Regions from separate parts of the Gossypium hirsutum genome. Here region 1 is linked to region 2. The links are chromatin contacts, called in public Hi-C maps. All regions are on one chromosome and are shown on one strand. The core of a region is the stretch at or near the end of the contact, and the rest is flanking DNA. Distances in the headings are between cores, read along the strand shown.

What was found. A called contact is a pair of places that touch in the nucleus more often than the background predicts.
Region 1: a Hi-C map of leaf shows a contact between it and region 2, with 2.2 times the contacts expected there. The contact joins the promoter of LOC107948846 here to the enhancer-like site in region 2. A contact is called at or near these places in 2 of 34 Hi-C or Micro-C datasets (both in leaf).

The regions. Positions count from the first base shown.
Region 1 is chrA04:75,035,264-75,039,560 of Gossypium_hirsutum_v2.1, forward strand. LOC107948846 reads right to left here and starts at 1,846. Exons shown (of 2, transcript XM_016883495.2): 1 at 767-1,846; 2 at 1-194. The coding sequence starts at 1,185.
Region 2 is chrA04:74,817,296-74,821,594 of Gossypium_hirsutum_v2.1, forward strand. It overlaps LOC107948836 (a long non-coding RNA gene), which reads left to right. Exons shown (of 2, transcript XR_005925677.1): 2 at 1-530. Among protein-coding and RNA genes, the nearest start is that of LOC107948836, 3.9 kb to the left of the region's middle. Within about 2 kb of position 2,311, at least 2 of the 9 cell types and tissues checked have an H3K27ac peak or open chromatin away from gene starts, as enhancers often do. A contact at or near this core is called in leaf, where this site is marked.

The DNA.
Region 1 (4,297 bases), core at 596-3,095, 220 kb after region 2:
CAAATGCAAATACCATGCAAGCAAGGAGAAAATTGAGGATGCGGTGGCCATGCCAGAAACTTGGAGTGTCTGTATGAGCTGCTGGTCCTGGGACTGTAGCTGTTGTCGTGGAACTGTTGGTGTCGTTCGATTGATCGGTACCCTCGTTCACTCCAACTACATTGCGTGCAATAGAATGACAAATCTCGCAAGTCCTGAAACAATTAAGCAGACTTGAATTATCAATATCATCAATTATATATATAATGAAGCCATGTTCATCTGCCATGATAACAGTTTTATGCATAGTTATTGCATCAATAGTTGTTTCGACAAAACATTACATAAATCCGGACATGCATGAAGTGCAGAACATGCCAATGGCTAGAATAGAGAGCTACTTGCACCACTCATATAATGTCAATAATAGGGAACCATTAGTTAAAAAACTTCCAAAGTGGCATACCACCAAGCAATGATCATTAATCAAAGGGAATGCATCAAAAAAGGTCAAATCTTCACTTTCATACAATGATAGGAGATTCCTAAATCACAAAAAAACAAAGCACTTAGCAGCAAACAATTTGTCGGTTTAGTCTTAAAACATATCGTAGGAGAGTTTTTAAAGCTTTAAGCATTACTTTAATTTCTTCTCCATTAAGCAAATCAAATGCATTTTTCACCTTATCAAAATAACCAAAAATTTTAACTCTTCGTTCCCTTGAGTGGGTAGTTAATGTTATTAAGAAAGAGTAAATTCCAAGTCAATAGAAATGTTTTCACTTACTTATTTCCTCTGATCTTGAACCATGCCTCAGCGCAAAGTTTATGAGCAGCAGCAAGATCATCTTTACAAGAACAACCCAATTCAATAGAAACCCCGGATTCATGGCTGTTACTTTCCAAACCCAAATGACAAATTCTACAAACTTTCTCCACTTTGGCCAAATGCACCTTGATTTCAGCAACTCCTCCCTCAGTCTCCGCCTCCACTGAACAATCCGACACCCTCCTGGAATCCGAAGCGCCGCCGTCAATCTCTCCCTCGGCGAAGCTGTAATCGTCATAAGAACCACCTGCAGTTGAATAAAACTGAGAGTAGCATGAACCCTCGTCGGCTTCCGAGAAGCAGACGCTAGCCTCCCCGGAGCTGATGTCACTCCCGTCGCGGCGGTGAGTTCCTTGCTCTAAATCGATGTGGGACATCTCTAGAAAAGACCCAGAAGCTCAAAACTTGACAACTTTGGAGTTAAATTCGCTTATAATGTCTCAATAGTTTGAAGATGTAAACGCTTGGTAGGCTCAAAATTTCAAGCTTTGGATGGGGTTTTAACAAAACTAAGATAAAAAATGGGGATTTAAATAAGTTTCCATTTTAATATCTCACCCTTTAATTCGATAAACGTTTCAATAAGAAAGAAAACTTATAAAATGGAAACACCCAAAACAAAGGTGAAGAAGAAGGGAAGATTTAGAGAACATTCATGGCTCAATAAATAAAACCTAAGAAAAATGGTGAGGAAAGGGATAAGAGAGGAGTGATGGTCTGTTAGAAGTGTCGTTCAGACAGAGACAGAGACAGGCACTGCAAAAGAAGAACAGAAGCGTACAGTTAATGCACAGAAGAATTGAGGACTGAGAAGAGATTTGATATTTATTTTTTTTAATTATGAGAGTTAAAGGAAAAATAAGAAGAAACCAAGTTGAAAGAGGAAGTTTTGATGGTGGGTACTTTGGGATCTTTGTCTGAAGCAGATTCTGTACGTCCGATGGTATCATCAAGTTGTGATTTGTGAATCTTTAGATAATCGGACGTTTGATATTTCAAGTACCCATACTCCTTTGAATAACTCAATGAATTTTTTTGAGATTACCAAACAATTTCACGTTGGAAAACTAAATAGCCACTTTTTTGTCGTTTATGTTTTTTTTCTTTTATTTATTTTTTTCGTTTGGTTTAATATTTACTTTGTCCCTTTAACTTAAACATTTTTATCTAGTAAGTCTTTAATTATTTTGGACTTAGTGTCATGTAGTGCGGATTAAAATACTTGACAAATTTATAAAAAAGTCTAATGAAAGTCAATCGATTAAATTAGGCTCATTCGATCAATTTAAATGGGCTCGATTCGTGAAACATATGGAAAAGTTTATCTATTTAAAACCTTGAGTGAAACATCTTACCAAGGTAATTATTATAAATCCTAAGGGATAAAAATGTATAGAGTTTAAATCTCTTAATACTCTCATCTTATAGATAGGCACTAATCTTAGCTATTTATGTAATTTAATCTATACCATTGGAACTGGAGCAACTTAACTATAAATAGAGGTTTTCTCTAACCTTCAAAGTAATAAAGATACTTTGAGAGCATTTACTCAAACACATAGTGTGTGTTGCTTTCTTGTGGTATTTTTTGTTCTTTCATTGTTCTTTCAGAGTCAGGCTAATTTAGGCGGATTTAAATTCAAAAAGTCGCCTAAGGTCACATGAATTGCGGACTAAAATTATAGCCTCGTGATACTAGTTGGTACTTGAACTTGTATTCAGTGAATTAGGCCAGTACTCTATATTAACATTGTTAGTTTGTACTAACATGACACTGTTAGCCAATTCAATGGTGCCATGTTGTAGATTCCTAGTATGTCATGTGACAAATACAAATAAAAAAATTAAAAATATAAATTAATAAAATATATATATAATTTTTCACATCAAGAATGAACTTAGACAACCATGCCCAAATTCATTTCAAATGTGTTTTTAGTAATTTTAAATATTTTTTATTTTTATAAAATATTAAGTTATTTATACTATTATTTTAAAATAAAAATATATAGAATTTTAAAATATGTAAAGGGTTTTTTTAATTCTAAAAAATTAGAATAAATTTGAACAAATGTGAAAAACATAGTTTTTTTATTAATTTATATTTTTAAATATTTTTTTATTTTTTAATCTATGTTTGTTGTATGACATAGTAAAACACCATTGAATTTGTTAGCAGTGCTATGTAAACACAAATCGTATCAATTTGGTTGACAAAATACAAATTTAACTACCAACAAAATCTAAAGAAAAAAGATCAACTAGGTACAAATGAACAAGTTTAAGGGGCAAAATAGATATCAACTCATTTAGTTTATATAAGTTAATAAGAAGACAAAATTATCCTTGAGCTCTAGCAAAAAAAAAAAAGAAGTTAAATCTTATTATTATTTTATATATTATGCATAAATTAGATATTTAGTCTTTTTATTTTAATTTTTTTTTTAATTTTGTGACTTTTGTAGAAGTTGTTAATTGTAAATATAAGCAATTAGCACCGGTGATTAGTTAGCTTTAAAGTAGTTAATTAATTTGATTTCCACCAGTAATAGTTTTATATAAACTAGAGATTGTAACTTTATTTAGTGAGACAACACACTATGCAACAACATGGTATCAGAGGTGAAAATCAGGTTAAAATTGCCTTGTTTTTCATTTTTTTTGGTTTTTTTATTTTTTTTTTCATGTATTCTTGATTTCTTGCCTGCCATCATCACTAAGTCGGGTCCTCTGTACCATCACTATTATATCTTGTCACTCTGCTACCTCATGCTGTTCTGTCAATTAGTTTCTTGGTTCACCATGTCATATCACGTGGCTTTATTGATTGGTTTCTTCTCTTGTTTCTCGTAACTTTCTTGGTTTGTTGGTTTGTCCAATCACAATCTCAGATGTTTCAAGTAGTGGTGGTGATTCTTGCACTATTATTTATTTCAATCATCCGGTTATATTCATCCTCCAAGACACCAGGTGTTTAATTGGTTTCTCATCAGTTGGTCGACGATGAGAACTATGCCATTTGGAGTCATTCCATGCGTATTGCATTATAAGCTAAGAATAAACTCGGTTTTGTTGATGGATCTTACATAAGGGACTCTATTCCTCCTGTCTTTCAACCACAATGAGACCGTTACAATGCAATTACCTTATCATGGATTCTGAATAGTGTTAGTACTAAGTTATCAGCTAGGATCGTATTTGCCACTAATGTTGCATAAGTATGGAAAGAATTGAAAGAATGTTATGATAAAGTTGATAGGATTCAAGTTATTTTTCTTCATCACGAAATTACCTCTAATGTTCAAGGTACTGCTTCTGTTTCAGTATTTTTTACTTAGTTGAAGTTACTTTGGGATGACTACAATATGTTAGTACCAGTTTCTTTCTATAATTGTGAACTGGGTCTTAATGAGTCTTATGTTGCACTTCGTAGTCAGATCTTGATTATGTAGCCTCTTCCCTCAGTGAATATTGCCTATTCTATGTTAG
Region 2 (4,299 bases), core at 1,061-3,560:
AGAGAAAAATAATAGCAATGGAGCTTATACAGATAATGATCAATGTTTGCCCTGTCCTACCTTCTTCTCAAGAAAGCTCAGCTTCTATGTCTCCTGAGAGCTGTCTTTATCCCTACAATGTAGGAATTACTTCACTTGAATCAACTTTCCTTTTGGTTGGATTCATAATTGATAGTTGGGACAGACTACGAGAGAGTGCCAATACAAGAGTGCGCAGGGTCTGGCTATACGAGAGTGCGTAGCCTATTGAACTGCCAATACGAGACAAGAGGATTCAAAAGCAAAGATAATCGAAATATAAAGCAAGGTCTGGCTTGAGAGTGCACAGGCAATGCTTCACATCCTGCTTGCCATTTACTCATGTTTCTGAAAATAAATCATGTGACTGGTTAAAAATTAATACTAGCTATTAGAAGGTATCTAAAATCATAATATACTTTTATTTATGTAATTGATGAAAAATAATTTCATTTCTAAATTTTTGACATTTACTATCCCTAATTTGAATATATTTTGCTGAAATTTGATAATAGGTTCAATGGAAATCAAATTGTATATGAAAGCTTTTTCTATGCAGTGATGTTGTGCTTGTCTTGTATTGGAGATAAAGTAGATATAATGTGTAGATATGCAGTTGTCCCCTTCAAATTCTGTATTGATGTATGATTGTTCATTATTGAGTGGGATGCATTTGAGCAGGTTTGCTGAAATTACGAAGTGGTCCGATCAACCATCGGTGAAGGTGGTGGTCACAGTTGATGCACCTGCTGTTCTCAAATTAGTCATTTAAAGCAGCTTTTATAAAATATTTTCAGGAAATCTGCCAAACAGCAGAAAATATTTTATACAGATTCATCCAAACACCAGAAAAATAAATCATTTTCAGAAAAGTAAATCATTTTTCAGAAATTATTTTCCGAAAAATAATTTACTGGCAAACAAACGTAGCTTAATATTTTTTTAAAGATTTTATTTTAGTTTCTTTTTTTTTTTACATTTTTTTGTTCTCGATTTTCATGGTTTGGACCAAACTGTTATCTATGGGCCAATTTTGTTTTTGTTTTGTTTTATAAGTTAATAAAATGTCCAGCCCGATAATCTTCAAAAAAAAAAAAGATACGTACATATTAAAATTATATATTAATTTTTTGTAAATATATTTTTAAAAAAATTATTTTAAAAATAATATATATTATTAAATTTATTTTTTAAAATAATATTTTTAAAAAATATTTTATTAGTTTTTAAAATATTATATAGATTATTGCTATTTGTTTTATTTTAAATTTAAAAAAAGAAGAAGGTATTTTACATCCATTACTAAACTATTCCAAAACATCATTCTTATCTATCGAACAATAATTTATTATTCTTTATCTATTACATTAAATTAACTGAATATCGTGTCCATTTCCACTTAATAGTTATTCTATTACAATAAACCAAATATATAGTTAGAATCCTTAAATTTGAAGTTACAAAATAATGCAGGAACATTACCCCTCCTAGCAAGAAAATCGTGCAATCCAAAGAAGATATTTTTAATATGATATAGGGTTTGTTTAGTAGTGATTAAAAAAATTTACTTTTTGAAGAAAAGTTGAAATTTTTTGTTTTTCAAAAACACCTTTAAAAAGGATAAGCTAAAGCTTTTAGCTTTTCCTCTTCTAAAAGTATTTTTAGTATTTAATTACTTTTTCATCCCTCCAACAATATAATACTTTACATTCTTTCTTTTTTCCCTCGGTGTTTAATTACAAATGTGTTCAAATCATTAATTAAAAATAAAAAAATATTTTTTAAAATAATACAAATATGTTAATATCTAATTACAAATATTTAATGGTTATATTTAAATATTTAAAATATAGTTTATATATTCTAATTAAATTTTATAAATAATTAATATTTATTGCTTAAAAATATTTAAAATTTTTATTTCATATATTAAAATATTAACAACAATTTATAAAAAAAATTTATATTCTTACTAAAATATAATAATATTAATTAATTTTAATATTATTTAAATACATATTTGTTACTTGATAATATCATGTTTAATATGAACATTTTATTTTTTAAAATCACTTTTTGAGAAGAATACTAAACACTTAAATCTTGAACTAACATTTTTAAAAATACTTCTTAAAAATATTTTTTAAAAGCACTTTTCAAAAACATTATTAAACTAACCCATAATATTTTGCTACGTTCGACCCCAAGAAAATTAGGCCTAAAATAAGGTTGTCTAGTGCAAGCATGGGCGGCACATGCAAGTCAGGTTTAAAACCCTCGTCGACATGGGCACTTTGTACATCGCTTTCATGCTCTTAACGTGTTCAACTTTTGTTTTGGGTCTATTGATCTTATCTGCTGATTAAGCTTTGGAGTTTTTAGCTGCTTGTTTTTTAATTGTGCTACTCTTCTATCATTTCCAATGCCATACTTTTGCATAAGTGTTTCACTTTCATCTCACCCACATCATTTCCCCTTACAAAACACATTTATTAGTAATCATAACTTCATAATCTTATCATAACCCACACCGATTTTGAATTTGTCAAACATTGCTTTTCCTACCTCATGTTTATCTTCAAGTCATGGTTTCTTTTCTCCACTTTCCATTTCCTAAAATATTTCTTTCTATTTATTAGTTTTAGATTATAAAATTGTTCTACTCAATTTTAGTCATACTTAAATATAAGTATTATAAAAAAATTTATATTAAAAATTAGATTATATTTTGATCATTTTATTAAAAAAATGAGTAAATTAGTTCTTCTACATTAGATCAAAGAGTAATTTGGTCCTTCAATTAAAAATTTCATTCATTTTTGCTTATAAAAATTGGTCTTTGTATGTCAGTATGAGGTATATGTGGCATGCAACGTGTCACTTCTGGTTATTCTATCAACCACACTAAATTTTAACAGCAAAATCGGATGAAATTTTTAATACAAATAATTAATTTACTCTTTGATCTAATATATAGATACTAATTTACTTATTTTTCGAATAAATGAAACAAAATATAATCAAATTTCTAATTCATAATACTTTTTAGAAGTGATATAGAGAGTATAGATATGACCCAACCTCCTCTCAAAATAGATTGTTATATTATCAAAGTGTTTTTCTCCACCCTGTGATGGCATGACATAAGAATCATTCTCTTTATCACTCATCATCATTCAAGTTGAGAAACCAAATTTCATCATTGTTAATTGAACTCCAAAGTCCAAATGAAATAATCAATCTATCTAATATCGATTTGAAAATTTTATCCAAAACATTGGATAACATAACACTTTAGTTCTCTCTCTCAAATCATAACGGGAGGGGACCCTAACCGGTTCAGATTTCTCTTTACATTGTGTTATTCTATTGGTTTCTCCATTTTATTTTTTTTCTTTATATAAAAAGTTGAATGATAGTAGTTGTGTTAGTTTTCCTTTTAAAGTTGTGAGTGATGAATAAGACCCAAGTCGAGGGGCTTGGTCCAACAGGACAAAACAAAAAGATAAGCTCTTAATAGGGCGGTTAATGGATGGTTAGGACTTAGGTAAGGTCTAGTGACAATATCTTGCTCATCTTAATATCTTCTACCTATTATTTAAATGTGATGCAATAACAGAGAGAATGTAAATTTAAGTGTATTTAAATACACATTGCCTAATGTTGGGGATCGACCCGATTAAACAACGAACAAGTAAAAATAGCGGAAGAAATTGAGAAATTGAACATACAAATTTAAAGTGGAAAAACCCCTCCAAAAAGGACAAAAAAATCACGGGCAAAAATAGTTTTACTATAATGGAAAAAGAACGAAGAGTACAAAAGATGGAGATAAAAACTAAACCCCGAAAACCCGAAAAACGTAAACACAAATTTCTCTAAAAGTGTTATGAGTTCTAATCTCTAATGGGTGAATTTTTTAAGGTTGTAAAAAAACTTATTTATAGGCTAAATTCATAGGTCAAATAATAATAAAATAATCTAAACTAATCAGAGTTTGATTAAAACAAATAAATATAGTTTAATTGGAAGATTATTTCTCAAATTTGACTGAAATAGGAGTCATACTTAACAAATCTCCATCTTGACTCATATTTCCACAACGCCATCTTTGCCAAAGCCCGCCACGGGCCTATCTTGAACCTTGAACTATGCAGAGAATTAATTGAGTGAAATCTGTGCTTAGAAACTGGAAGACGTCTAGTCTTCGACTTTTACACTACCAAATCAAAACTAACCCGGGTCTGATTTTTACGAACACAGTACCCTAACTTTTCAAAA